Linked DNA regions of Gossypium hirsutum: all the other regions are linked to region 1. Evidence: chromatin contacts called from public Hi-C data. All regions are on one chromosome and are shown on one strand. Each heading gives the region's core, a stretch centred on a gene start, on an enhancer-like site or on the middle of the called end of the contact. The rest is flanking DNA. Distances are from core to core; before and after follow the strand shown. Region 1 holds the start of LOC107916542 (F-box only protein 6). Region 2 holds the start of LOC107916890. Region 3 holds the start of LOC107916522 (nuclear transport factor 2B). Region 4 holds the start of LOC107916527 (non-specific lipid transfer protein GPI-anchored 1).

Region 1 (3,692 bases), core at 619-3,118:
ACTCAATTGCATCAGAATAATGAACATAATATTCATACTACAAAACCCAATTTGTAATAATTGCATAAAGAGTGGTCAAACAATATAGAGACGTACAACTGGACCACGAAAAAGCCCTCTACAAAATTAGGTATACATGATTCTCACAATTCATTGAGATTGTTTTCACCAGTAAGTCTGTACTTTTTAGTCAGTTTTATGGATCCAGAATATGTGCAACAGGATGTTTAAGGTATCGTTTGAACAGAGTAAACTCAAATCATTGCACAGCCAAAGACCTCTATTCATCCAGCTATACCAACAGTATGTTGACAGCAATATCAACTAAATGCACTAATAATAGAAACTTTCAACCATACGCTCTGTTACATTGCCATGAATGCTTTTGCATAAAGAATACCCTGTAAAAGAAGACTGACAGAGAGAGAGAGACCTATGATGAATTATCAACAAGGGAATTGACAAATGAGCAAAGGCAAGCAGAGCATTATAAATTAACCAGAGAGCTAGGCCACTCAACATTCATTCATACAATCTTTAAGGAGAACTTCCAAGAGTAGTACAACAACTCTTTGTTACTCGAAACACCCAGGACGTTGTTGAATTAACTAGTAAATTAACTTTCTATTTTCCTTTGCGTGTAGGAACGTGAAGGAAAATTGAAAGGAGCTGATTAGTCAGTGGACTAAAAATTAATCAAGAATTATAAGTTTAAGTTCATGTTCTAAGGAAATCATATAGTAAACAGATACAAATGAGATTCCATCTTCATAGTCAATCATAATCATGCTAATCAACTAAGAAGAAAGATATTCAAGCATCAATTATCAAAAGGCAATCGCCAACAAGTTCAAAATTGACCATCACAATATGTAAAACTTAAAAAAAAAAAACACAGCAGCATGAACACTTAATAAAGATGAGAGGAGGGTTTTGGGGGAGGGGACAAAGCAAACTGAAAATTGAAAAAAAGGGAAAGGAAAACAAAGGCAAAAAGGGGTAAAAAAAAAAAGAAACTACATGATTGGAATACGATGAAAGATACATGCTGAAAACTAAAATTTTGAATGAACTTACTATTTTCGTCAAAAAGAGGTATAAAATAGTTTAGTAATGTAAAAAATGGCCAAAAATTCAAATGCAGTAAACATGCGAAATCCCCTGAAAATAAAAATTAACAAAACGGCAGTGGCATAACAGAAAATAAACAAAAATCTAAACAACGAGAAATGCAAGGAAGAGAAATTAACATTATCGGATAACAAAGGTAATCTACCATTAATCCACCTCATTACACTCCCCCCCCCCAAAAAAAAATACAGAATCCTAGATGAATAAATCTGACAAGAATTCAAAATTAGCACATAAAAAAAATGTGAGGCGAGAGAAGAAAAACAGAAAATTGAAGAGATCTATGTAAAGAGAGAAGGAAAGGAAACGAACCTGCGGTGGTGGTCGTGGAAAGGATGAGGCAGTTGGTGGAGGTGAAGAAGGTGAAAAGGAGAGGACGGAGGAAGCGGCGGAGGAGGAGAGCCGTAGAGATGCAAGAGGTCTTGAAGCTGACCGATGAGCTGCCTAAGCATGGCCAGCCCTTCCATGCCCCAATAACCCCTCCCCTACTCCAACACCACCAACAAAAAATGCTGCTCCCTTTCTCCCTTTGTTGAGAGTTAGCCAGTCATCTGTTTACACGTCAGTGGCATTATTACGATAATTTCTTGTAATAATTCTGACCCGCACGCAACTTTGTCATTGTAATGAATGATCCCACTTGATTTTCACTCCAATATGTATGTATGTATGCATGCATCTACCTTCTTTTCCACTTTTCTCCTTTCTTTTCATTTTTGCCCTTTCCTCTTCTCTTGTATATAAAATATTTTTTATTTGAATTAAATAATATAAATTTATTTTAACTTTTTGAATAATAAAGGTATATTCATAAGAATTTACTAGCATTGAAGTGAAAAGAAAAGGCCAAAAGATTTTAGATTTGGGCCTATAATCATTTTAGTATCCACCATACCCATCCATACTTATTTTTTTCCAATTTAAGTTTTATTTTGATTATATTTTAAGTATGATTTGATTATTTCAGTGCATTTAGATTTATCGAATACTTATTTTTTCGATCTTAAATTAATATCAAGTAATTTATGTTTCATTTTGATTATATTTTAGGTATAATTTAATTGTTTCGGTACATTTAAATTTATTTAATCAAATATCGATTTGTATTGATGCGTACAAATTTATACTAGTTGATACAATTTTTAATCTTTTCACCTTAATATAATTACATTTAAAAAATAATATAATCATTTAATTAAAATTTGAAACCTAGGCCTTATTTTGATAATCAATTGAAAATATTAAATCAATTAAAATAAATATTTTTAGTGATTTAGCTTTTTAAGTACTTTTCAGAATCAATAATAATAATAATCAAATAATAGAAATTTTCAACTAAATTAGAAAGATATGTTTTTTTTAATTAGCCTTTTAGACCTTTTTTTAAATTAGGGAAATAGGTCTTTTTTAGAGGACGTGTTTTCCTTCAACGATCATTTTCCCAACAACTTTTTAAATATTGGCAACAGTAAAAATTTTAAGGGCTACCGGTAATTTTTTTCCTTTAAATACAAAGCCATTTTTTATTTTTTCACTAAAATTCAACTCTCTGTATTCTCTCTCAACTCTCAACTCTCTCAATTCTCTCAATTTTCTCAAGTTTTGTTCTAAAATTTTCAATGCGCTTGTTTAAAAATATTATATTTTTATTTAATTTTTTCATATATTATTCGTTTCGATTAATTTTTCACGAATGGCAAGCCCTCTGATTCGTTTCGACGACAGGCACATTTTAGCTGCTCAAGCGATACTGGTAAGACAAAATTTTAAATTTCATTTTTTCAATGAAGTTAAATTTAAAGTTTTTTATTTTTTAAAATATTTTAAATTAATTTATTTTTCAATATAAATAGGCGAATGATTGTGTTTTGGAGGGGTTCATACATACCTTGTCAAAAAGCTCTAACATCGAAATTTGTAGTTACTTGTAAGACATATGATTCTTGCATGCGTCTCGTATACTTAGGGGCTACAAACTCGATCCTACACTCATTAGCACATTAGTGGAAAGATAGAGGCCCAAGACACACTCTTTCCATTTTTCATGCGTCAAGTGTACAATCACACTTTCTATTTTTCATGTGTCGGTGGTTGTCTGCTCCTGGTGCAATCATGGGTCTGGTGTAGGCTACCATTTCTATGTCCCTGGGTGGACGACCCATATATGTTCCCATTAGTGATGTAAAACCCCTTACCGTACCCGAGATTGGGACTAGGTACGAGGCGTTACCATACATGTACTTGGACATTTTTGGAAATACGAGTTATAAAATTTCTTTCCAATTTGAACCCAATCAAACAACATCTTAGTGTCCCTATTATGGGTCTACAGGGCCCAAAACATACATTGAAAATGGTCCGGAATCAAACCAAGAGCTTGAGAAAGTTCCTGGAAAATTTGCTAGGTTAAGCCTCACACGTCCGTGTAGAGATAATGGACACACCCGTGTGCTTTGGGACACGCCCGTGGCCTTTGCCCGTGTGGAATTAATTGAATTTATTTCTCATTTCGAACCTACAGGGGTTTTCACACGGCCAAACACACGCCCATGTCCCTGGCC
Region 2 (3,692 bases), core at 713-3,212, 790 kb after region 1:
GTTCGCCAAATCACAGAGCTCGCCAAACTAAGAGTTCTCCAAATGGTGCATTACACATAATTACATACTTAGCCAAGACAAACATTTTACTTGCTCATATATATCCTTATTTTTCCAACTATACGCCAAATAGTAACCAGATACAGAGACTTCGTCGAGTGGGCTAATACAGTAGGTGGCAAAACTTAATAATATAGTAGATAGTCTCTGAGGTCACCCCCTGAAGACACTTGGCTATCCCATACTTGATGTAAAAAGGAGAAGCATAGGACGATAAGGGCATATTCCTATTGTTTTGAAAACCATCTTGAAGACACTTTTGAAAGTGATCTCAAGAGGGATCACCAATATCCCCTTCCAGTTTATCATTTTATGCTCGCATGAACCCCCAAGGACATCTTGTAAATGCGGGTGGTAATAGCATTTCCTAGTAGAATGGCGTGTCCACTCAATAGGAAAATCAATTGTCCTCTCAAACTTCAACTCTATGAAGATGTACTTGTTGTAGTCCACATTCATTGTTACCTCTTTGCCATAAAACAAGCTCTCTATCTAGGGAGAAGTTGTTCGAGAGGCAATCAAACAACCCAAGAAGCCTCTCTTCATTCATTTCCCGCAAGAAATACATATATCGAAACAATCGATGGGACTTCCATACTCATTGGTTATTTTGTTTCAACTTCTAAATGAAAGGAATTTCATTTACATTACATACTAAAAATGCAAAGATACATTAAGAACAGGGGCGAAGCTAGAAAATTTTTTTAGGGGGCGAAATTAAATTGTAATTTTTATGATAGTAAAAATACAATTTCACCATTTGAATAATTTATATTTTTATAATTTTTAAATGATTAAATTAAAATTTTATCATTTTTAGGGGGCAAAGTGTAATTTTACCTTTACTAATTTAAAATTTTAAAAATTTTAAAGGCCCTAAATAGAAATTTTCTATTTTAGGGGGGATCGGGGCCCCTACCAACCCCCTGAATTTGCCCCTAATCAAGACACAACACAAACTCATAAACAAAAAGTTTTTATTCCCTTCCATCTTTTAATTTTCAAAGTTTATTCTATAAAGAATTACTGCAAAAATTCCTTATAGAACTTGATACTTTTGTTATTCCCCCACTCAATGTTCGATGAATTATTTTCATCAATACAAAATATTAACAATCATTAGATTTTATTGTATCATCGAAATTCATTTACCATTATTTCTTTTATAAACTGAAATATAAACGGGATGAATACAACTGTTCCATAAGTACATCTTTATCCAATGGAACTCATGAAAAAAAACAAAATATGGTGAAGAATATCATGTAGGATACTTAGTCTGTGAATTTGGCAGTTTGTTGCATGTTTCATTTCAGTTGAATTTTGTCAAACGAAAGGATTTAATGTTTGCACGGACAAATGCAACCGCCCGAAAGAGACAAGACATGCAAGAAAACTATCGGATTCTTCATCATAACTAAAGTCGCAAACAATTAATTTCTGGTGGACCTCAGCCTTCATCATTGTAGCCCAATATTAGGTCAGCTCACAAATAGTTAATTACGCTAACACTTGCTTTTGCTTTTCTCTTCTCTTCTCTTTTCTTTTTGTTAATGCCACAAACCACTAAGTTTGTATAGTATTAGAATTTGTATTATTAATTGTAACCAGTCTACTAGGTTTGAAATTTTTTTTTCTTTGATAGAGAAAAAGAACAATGTTAAATAATTCAAAACACTAAAACTTTCGAGTGTGGAGTTTAAAACTTAAATGAAGCAATTAAGTGTCGAATTTTTTAGCTTTTGTGTTATACGCTTCTATTTTGACATACAGTATATATACTGAATGTTGAATACAAAGTTAAAATAAAATAATAATAATAATAATAAGAGAACGGTGAGAAAATTTTGAATGGGGAAAAGGAAAATTTTAATAAATGGAAAAGAGGAATATAATGGAGCCGAGCAGACTTTTAATGCTTTTCCAGAAGTATAGCAAGAAAGAGAAGATACCAATCAAACAAAGATAAACAGTATGCAAAGTAGTAAATAAAGGGGTCATTGAATATGGACCCATGCCTGCAAGTGCCATTACTTTGCTCTCAAGACCAATCAACTCCCAAGTCCCCCCCCCCTTACAATTTGGTTGAGTGAATGAATTCAAGCTTAAAGCTTAATATTAAAACCCATTTCCTTGTTTCCTTGCATCGAAGGAAACAGCTTAGTTAAAGTGCTCTCTTTTGTCTCATGATTGAGTAGAGGAAGAGAAAAAAAAAAGACATGGGGAATTGTGTTACAGTTTACAAGAATAAAGATCCTGCAGACATTGATCTTAGTGCCCGAATTCAATCACCCATTAAGGAGAACAATGTTAGAAGGGAGCCCTCAATTGTTGGATACGATTCCAGGCTTCAGCCTTCATCTATGGAACAAGAAACTAGTTTACAAGAGATGGGTATGTTTCTAACTTGCCTTTCTTCATTCCTTTATCATCATGGGTTACCCTCACTTCAGGTTTTAAATTACTGCATTTGTTTGATCTCATTTATCAGATATATATAAAATAAAAGTTGGAAACTCTATTTGTTCTTTGGTCATTGGACTGACTGCAATCTGCTTGATTGATCGGGACAGTCCTTTGCTATTTCGCTCAGAACCCTTTGGCTTTGGACCACTCACATTAGCCAAATTAGATATTTTGCTGTTTTTTCTCATTACAAACAAGGGAAACAGTGTTTATTCATGGCATCTTCCTATTTTTGTGTCTTTTTTCAGAGTTGAAAGTTACTGTCCTAACAGCTAACCAAGAAATAGAGGAGTGATATGAAGTTGAGAATCCCAAGTCCTCACCTACTTGTCCCATTGCTCTTAAGTAAATACTCAAACAAGATTATCTTATGTAAATCATCTCTAATTTTGTCAGCAACTATAGTATGTTCTGTGATCTTTCAGTCAAATGGCCCTTTTATTTCTTATTGTATATGTTATCACTGGAATATCAAATATTCTCCTGCAGGCACATGTTCCTAGAATAATGAACTATTTGAGGTTTACTCATTTTACAAGATATGCTGATGTATGAAGCAAAGTGTAATGGCATGATTAATCAAAAAACTAATTCAGTGCTGCATGATTAATCATGCATGCAATGGCAATTTCTTTGCAGGATTCAAGATGGTGTGGATATTTTGCTCCATAAATGCATTATGTAAAATTGGGTCATGTTTAGCATGTGTAATTAAGTGTGCCTATAATTTCTCTCCAGGTAACACAGAGGAGAGCTTTTTTGATTCACAACCTTCGTTAGAATCTGACTTTGAAGATTTCTTCAGTGCCAATGGTGGTGAGAGTCTCCCCTAACTATGTTTCCCCTCTATAGTTGAATCAAACATTGCATATGGATATGAAGTATGATCCTCAAAATATATGAAAAAACTACACACGCTCGTGTCAGACACTCACATTGGACTCTCACAGTCCGAGTAACATAGTGGCGGCAGGGTTTTTGTAAGTGGTTTTGAGTTGGAGTAATGCTTGTTTTCATACAGATTCCGCCTCTTCTTCGGGGAACAGTCCAAACCACCAGAAAAGCAACCATTCGATGGAGGGTGCGGTGGATGCACATGGGGAGTCTCCAACTGATACAAAGAAGCAACTAATCGAGTTATTTCGTGAGAGCTTGGATAGTGATGA
Region 3 (3,692 bases), core at 820-3,319, 620 kb before region 1:
ATAGAAAATCTGTTTCAAAGAGCCATAAGCTTTAACTAAAAACAAGTCTTTAATCAAACATCCAACATTCATCCAATTCAGAAGACTGCGTCCTCCACCAATCACAACAACGTCGCTGAAATATGGAGACTGGAATGGAAACCATCATACCCACCCACATAATTAAACCAAAAAATATTTCCATTTTTCATTTAAAATGTCTAAAAGATAACCAGATTTATAAATCCTTGAGATTTGTATTCCCATCACCTGATTAATTGTAGTGATTTCTGTTTCTTCACGCGTAGTTTAACCTGAATATGTCATTCAACACATAAAAGCTTCCTTGTGGTGTTGGCATCAAATGAAACATCTGAGACCAAAAGCAAACCCAAAATCACTCAGTTAATAAAGCTTGATGTCAAAATATCACAAGCAGTTCGTTGCAAATAAGCTCCTATACGTTTGTTACACCTAAATTAGCCTTTAACTTTCCAGGTTTTAGGTAAAAATCAATCTCTCATTTGAATATAGGCAAAAATCAAGGGTAATAACTTGCATGAGGTATAAATACAAGTATTAAGGGCCTTCTTAAAAAAGTACTTTTTTCAGAGTTTAGCCATTAGATAAAAAGAGGCCCTTATTGCACAAAATTAAACAGAACGTTGAGCCATAAATACGTATCAAACTATATAAGTTTGCTCTACGAGAAAGCAAGGCATATAAGTCACAAGCAAAATCATCAATGTCTACAGTTGAGGAGAGATATCACTGGTTTTTCTTTTATATCATGCTCACGATAGAGTTGCCAAGAAACAACATTGAGAAGATGTTTGATAATCTTTCACAGTACGCAATGTGAGCACCCACCATCTATTTCTTATGCGAAAAATGTAATAGGCAAGCATAAAAGATTAAAATAAACAACCGAAGGCTTGCCTATGATAAAAAAACTTCAGGAACAAAAGAACTCTTGATTGCTACAATTATTTATAACACGTAAACATACAGACAGGAATCATAGACAATCTTACAACACTTATTTTAAAAATTTAATTAGATCCTTATTTTATCCAGATAAATAAATAAGAATATGGGGTAACGGTGATGTTTGTAATCTCAAAAAATCATCACAGACGATCATATAAGTCAACTCCATATGCAGAGCCACATAGGGCAAAACAAAATAAGAAATAGCAGGTGTTCCATCGGCAAGATGGTGGATCCAAAATATCTATATCTTTGAAAATTCATGACACAGTTTAATGAAATCGACACTGTTAATTATATCGAGTATATCATACATGTTTCCCTTATTAATTCAGTTATCAAAAGGAATGGAAAACAAGCGATCACTGAAATATAATGTAAACAGCAGAGAGTTTTATATGCATTAAACAGCCAATTCAATTCTTAGAATCCTGAAGAATAAATAAAAAAATTCAAGAGGGAGTTACAACAGATCAAAAACTCACTTAAAAGATCCATCACTAACAAATCGAATCGCGAAATTAATACCATCGATAACACCGATGAGATCAACAGTGTCACACAGATTAGCCTTAGATCGATCGCTCAAGTACATATAAAAAACCCTAAAAAACAAAATAAAACAAAAGATGCAAAGAGAGCTACCTGGCTAAACTTGAGAGCATGTTGTTCGCCGGCAAGTTGTAGTGTTCCAGAGACGAATACGAGGACGCCGCCAGCGCCAGATGGCTGGCAATCGACGGTGGTAATATTGTGCTTGCACTGCTGGAAAGGAAGGCTGGTTAGCTTAGCGACAATGCTCTGAGAGCCTTGGATCTTTTGACCTTCAAAGGTCAACATGGAACGTTCCTGGTAGAGATTGGCTAAACCGGCCCGGTTCGCATCGAATGTGGAGTAGTAGTGATCGACAAAAGCCTTGGCTACAGCGTCTGGATCCATCGATTTTTCGTTTTGTTTATCAGAGTTTGAGCCGTCAACAGAGAAGGGCACTGACACAGGAATTAATAGGAGAGACCAGCCGAGCCCATCCAAAATTGTGTATTTATAGGAGGATTCATCTAGCGGCTGAATTTGAATCATAAAAATCTAAAGGAAAAGGGGCTGCCAGCGTGTTCCTTCTTTCTTTTGGATCGTTTATACACCCGCTTTACTGTCTATCAATTAGCGGATCATTCTTTGCGTCAACCTAACGCAGCCCAACCGTTTTTCTTTTACCTAATTTTATTTGAAGGAAAATTTGAAATTATTTTTTTATTGAAAGAAGTATTATTTTTGGAGTTAGAAAAATATATGTTTTTATCTCTAAAATTTTTGAAGTATATACTAGATTTTGTCACAGAGTAAAAAATGTATGTAATAATTATAAAAAATAATATATTAATAAAAATTACTATAATTGAAATGGTAAAATTAAAAGATTAAATATCATAATATATTGCCTTTGTGATCTTATTATGCATAAGTATTTTTATAAAGTTCATACGAAAAATAAAATTACTCTCAAAATAATAGCTATTATCTATTAAAAATTATATATATATTTTTAGTAAATTTATTACTAAGTTGATAACTTAATTGAGGGTGACATAACTCTCTCATAAAGACCTAATAAAGAAAAAAGAAAAGTTAAAAGAATGATTTTTATTTTTTAACAATTTTAGGGAATGAAAACTAAACTATCTTTCGACTTGAACATATTTTTAAAGAACTAAAAAAAATATAAAACGAAATGTTTTACAGCTTTAACAATTTTAAAAGAAACACTCAATTGTTTCAAAAAAATTCAAAAGAAAACAAGCTTAAAGAAACTTTTAAATATAATAAGAGAAACAAAATTACCTTTCAAATTATATTTATTGCTCATTAAAAATTATGAATTTTTAGTAAATTTATTATTAAATTGATGATTCAATTGAAATTGAAACTAGTTCAGTAAAACACTTAAATATAATAATAGATATTATTGTTTAAACCCTAAGTGAGTTAATGCCACAAGTCAACCAATCACTATGTCGATAATGAAAGTTAGGAAAATACTCTTCCATGTATAAATCAAGTAGAGTAAATTGCACCATATTTTCCCAAACTTAATTCTCACATTAAATTTGTCTCAAAACTTTAAATTACATCATCAAATTTTTGAGATTATATGAATTGTATCATTCAATTATTAAAATCATTAATTTTATTATTAAATGTGATACATTAAATCTATCCTGACATAATTTAAAATTAAAAAAAAACCTTAAAATGAAAAAAGGTTAAAAAAAGTAAAAAAGAAACGCAAAACCAGACAACTTTTGCCCCATAACTGTATAAATTAAAACTTGAAAAATAAAAAGTTAAAGATAAAGATAAAAAAATATAAGAGAGTTTTTTTTTAAGCTTGTACAAAAGCTTTAAATCTCTAAATCAATTGCAGTGCAAAATCGTGGTAAACTTATAATGATGCCAAATCGTTTTTGTGGGGTAAATGTTACACTCTGCACTTTCGGCTGTTAAATTTAAATGTGAGACATCATATTTATTATGAGAGTAACTCAAATTAATTTTATATTTAAGGTTTTATTTGTTTCACTGAAAATGATTTTAGGAAAATAATTTTTAAAAAATAATTTACTTTTTTAGAAAAGTTAATATTTTCTGGTGTTCGAAAGAATCTGTGTAAAATATTTTTTTGTTATTTGGTATATTTCTTAAAAATATTTCATAAAAGTTATTTT
Region 4 (3,692 bases), core at 478-2,977, 580 kb after region 1:
GGCGACTAGGGTTTAGAGTGATTTATAGTAAAATGTTAGTGACTAAAATTAGCAAAAACAAAAAAGAAAAAGAGATGTATATTATACAAATCCAAAATAGAAAATAAAAAATATGATCTGGCCAACCACGTTGGAATTCAATCGGCTAATATACCCATAGTGGGTAATTTTTTTTATTAAAATGAAAATTTATGATAATTGAGTGATTAGGTATAACTTATCTAAAAAATTATGAATTTATTATAAATTAATAAATTGAACTAAAACCATTTTAATTTAGAAAAATCATAGTAAAATCCAACAAAATACTATAGTTGATATCCATTTTCTTTTCTTTCTCAATCACGGATGACATATGTTTATACATTCATTCAATCTAAATATAAAAAAATAGAGATTTAGAACATATTAATCCGAAAATAATTAACCACCGTAAATCGCAGAATATGTACTAATATACCAAAAATTTAGAACATATTAATCCGAAAATAATTAACCAACGTAAATCACAGAATAAGTACTAATATACTAAGTATCAGAATATTCAAACAATCACCCAAGTCGAATTATTATTAAAAAAAAAATCATGAAACAAGTACCTAGAGTTAACATCTCCCCTAAATATGATGATTGAAGTTAAGAAAGTAAGTACAAGAATGGTAAAATCATGTTGCAGGTGCAGCTGAAACAAAACACGAAAACAAAAGGAATTTCAAGCATTTTTAGTTCACTCCCATCCCATGCATGCACACCGCCTAAAACAGGGAAGCCAATCCCGGTGGGAGTGCATACAAAAATGATGCCGATGCAACCAGTAACGTGAAACCAACCAAGTGAGCAGTTTCTAACTTTGTTCCACCGGAGTTATTATCAGTATTCTCTGAAGCACTTGACGGTGTCCCGGTGGATGGCGTCGTCGGTGTTGAGGAAGAATTTGTAAATATAGCCGCGTCTGGTGAGTTTGGTGCTAATCCAAGAAGCTCTATTCATTCATTCCAAACACAACATGCACTAATTTTATTACATATCAAAGCAAAAGGAGAGAAAAGAGAGGTTACTACTTACTTGGGCAGTCAGTGACGCTAGCGTTCTTCAACTGGCAAGCAGAAGGAAGTTGAAGAAGCTTATCTTGCTGAACGCCTAAGCTCTTAAGATTCTGAGCCCCGGATGCCTGGGTCTGCTGAAGAATATAACACAAACACTTTGGTTCTTCTTCTTTTATACTCGAAACCGAACTGCAACACTCCTTTGAAGGTTTCTCCATCTTCCCTTGCGCAAAGCTCAAACAAGTCATCACGCTCTGTAAATCTTTGCTGCACTCTTTGGCTAACCCACTCTCATCACCCGCACCAACCACCACCACCAAACTCATCATCATCACCTTCACTGCCCAACCCTTTCCCATTGTTTGAGTTCAGAGTCTTCTTCACACAAAAATATCTTGGAACTACCTATGAATGCGTATATTTATGGAAGACTGAAATTTTAGGGTTTAGTATTAATGATGTGCATTTGAATGGAAAGAGAGGATTGTTTGTGGAGCGTTGATATGTCACACCTGATGTGGAATCAGCTGTGGTGATGTTAAGATATAAATGGAGGCCCCCTCTCATTAGTTGGGCGGCAAGCAGAGTAAGGTAGGGAGTGACAAGTTGTTGGTTTTACAAAGAGGAGTTTAAATGAGGTTGCGCTGGGCAGCCAACCGTGGTGACAATTGGTTGGTAAATTAATTAGAAATTTTATTTTAACATAGGAAAGTTTTAAATGTTTGCGGTTTGGAAATTGGAACTTCATTAATTATATAGGTTAGTGTGCTAAAAATTGGGAGCTGGATACTTAATTTAAATTGAGTCAAATATTTATTGCCACCTTAAAATATATAAGACTAAGAATTAAGATTAAACAAGAAATGAATTATAGGTTTTATGGTTAAAGTGCTAGAATACTTTTCTAGACCCAAATTTAAGTGCCTATCTTTTCAATTTTTTTTTTTTTATTTTCGGCAATTTTGAGTAAACTACTTGTGTCGCACCTATGGTTTACTAACCCTAGATATGTAATCAATTCTTTCTCCTATTTTGGTTTTCACTTTGCCCATTTTTCAAATTCTTTTTTTTTTCTTTCATTCTTGCACCATATTTTCAATCTTTGGACTGTTGATTCTTTTTCTTTCATTATTGAATTGTTCCCCAATCCTTTAATTTCTATTGGTATTCAGAATTGTCGTTAATAACATTTGATATTTTTGCCAAAAAATGGTAAGTACACTTCATTTCAATGATTAAATTTCGTAATTTTTTTTATTTAAATAATTAAATTTCGTAATTTTTTTGATTTAATTAATTGATTTTTCGGATCTTGCCAAATCTTTGATAATATTGTTAAAATCTTGATATCAACCGTTAATTCATGTGTATTTATTGTTGAAGGATCGAACTAAGTAAAAAATAATCTGAATTAATATGTACAAATATAAATATAATAAAATTATATAATAATATAATAAGATTTTTTTAGGTATATAATATTTTAAATATGATAGATATAATCAAACATCCCGTTCCAATAATAAATGGAAACAATTATGTTTGGTTTTTTTATCTGCGTAAATTTTTATTTGTAATGGTTATACAGATTCATATATGTTAGTATAAAATTTTAATATTTTAAATTAAAATTTAATTTTGTATCTTAATTATTTTACTTTTTATATAACATTAAAAATTAAAATATAATCACTTAATTAATTATTAAACATAATTAATATTTTTATACAAATAATTGTATATATATGTATATATATGCAATTGAGCTATATTTATATATAAAAGAATTTTTTTAAAATACAAATAAATTCAAAATGATAATATTAAAACACACTGATCCTGATGTCTACGGGGATAAAACAAAAATGACACATTTATGTATAGGGTGGAAAGTAAAGGGTAATTACCCTAGGATCAAAATGTAGGTCAGTCTCATTTATAAGCTCCCATTATTGAAAATGGATGAGGTGAGTGTCCTTTTCTGTTTTATAAGTTCAATGGCCTTAACGAAAGAGATAAATCTTATCTTAACATGATAGATGAGTTCATAGGATTAAGTATAAGCATTATATTGAATCGGGTGAAAATTTTTAAATTAATTGAGTTGATAAGTCTTATTTTATTATTTTAATTTGATTTGAATTTTTCGAATCAAGTCGAGTGAAATGAAATCTAAGTCAAGTCAAACTAAATCGAGTAAAATTATTTTAGTTAAATTAAAAAATTAAAAAATTAAAATCTTATTCTAGTATAATTAATTTCATGTTAGACTATATAAATTTGAAACCATGTATATTTCAGAACTTTTTCAAAGCAAAATAAGAAAAAAATACTTTAGTATAACTTGAATCATTAATTAATTAATTTAGGTTCCAAAATTATTATTTTAGAAAATTTTTAAAAATTTAACTTTCTTTATATACTCTTTAGAATTTTTTAAAAATTTTTTATAATTTTTTTAAAAATAAATTTTGGAACTTTTATAAAATTTTGAATTTTTGAAAAATATGTTGAATTTTTTTAAAATTTTTAAAAATTCCTTTGTACATATCGTCCCACCCCATACAATGTAATATGACATGTTTAAAACAGATCAATACAGTAGCATTTAATATGCTTTTGACAGAACAATGAGGTAGCAATCAT

Evidence for each region. Hi-C and Micro-C count contacts between places; a contact is called where the count stands out from the background.
Region 2: a Hi-C map of leaf shows a contact between it and region 1, with 4 times the contacts expected there. The contact joins the promoter of LOC107916890 here to the promoter of LOC107916542 in region 1. A contact is called at or near these places in 3 of 34 Hi-C or Micro-C datasets (all in leaf).
Region 3: a Hi-C map of leaf shows a contact between it and region 1, with 2.5 times the contacts expected there. The contact joins the promoter of LOC107916522 here to the promoter of LOC107916542 in region 1. A contact is called at or near these places in 4 of 34 Hi-C or Micro-C datasets (callus and leaf).
Region 4: a Hi-C map of hypocotyl shows a contact between it and region 1, with 4 times the contacts expected there. The contact joins the promoter of LOC107916527 here to the promoter of LOC107916542 in region 1. A contact is called at or near these places in 7 of 34 Hi-C or Micro-C datasets (hypocotyl, leaf and petal).

Annotation. Positions count from the first base shown.
Region 1 is chrA01:94,346,436-94,350,127 of Gossypium_hirsutum_v2.1, forward strand. LOC107916542 (F-box only protein 6) reads right to left here and starts at 1,869. Exons shown (of 2, transcript XM_016845812.2): 1 at 1,444-1,869. The coding sequence starts at 1,598.
Region 2 is chrA01:95,132,975-95,136,666 of Gossypium_hirsutum_v2.1, forward strand. It overlaps LOC107916890, which reads left to right and starts at 1,963. Exons shown (of 3, transcript XM_016846260.2): 1 at 1,963-2,454; 2 at 3,265-3,342; 3 at 3,548-3,692. The coding sequence starts at 2,280.
Region 3 is chrA01:93,729,464-93,733,155 of Gossypium_hirsutum_v2.1, forward strand. It overlaps LOC107916522 (nuclear transport factor 2B), which reads right to left and starts at 2,070. Exons shown (of 3, transcript XM_016845777.2): 1 at 1,615-2,070; 2 at 250-352; 3 at 1-129. The coding sequence starts at 2,049. The coding sequence ends at 278.
Region 4 is chrA01:94,927,633-94,931,324 of Gossypium_hirsutum_v2.1, forward strand. It overlaps LOC107916527 (non-specific lipid transfer protein GPI-anchored 1), which reads right to left and starts at 1,728. Exons shown (of 2, transcript XM_016845794.2): 1 at 1,066-1,728; 2 at 544-982. The coding sequence starts at 1,405. The coding sequence ends at 756.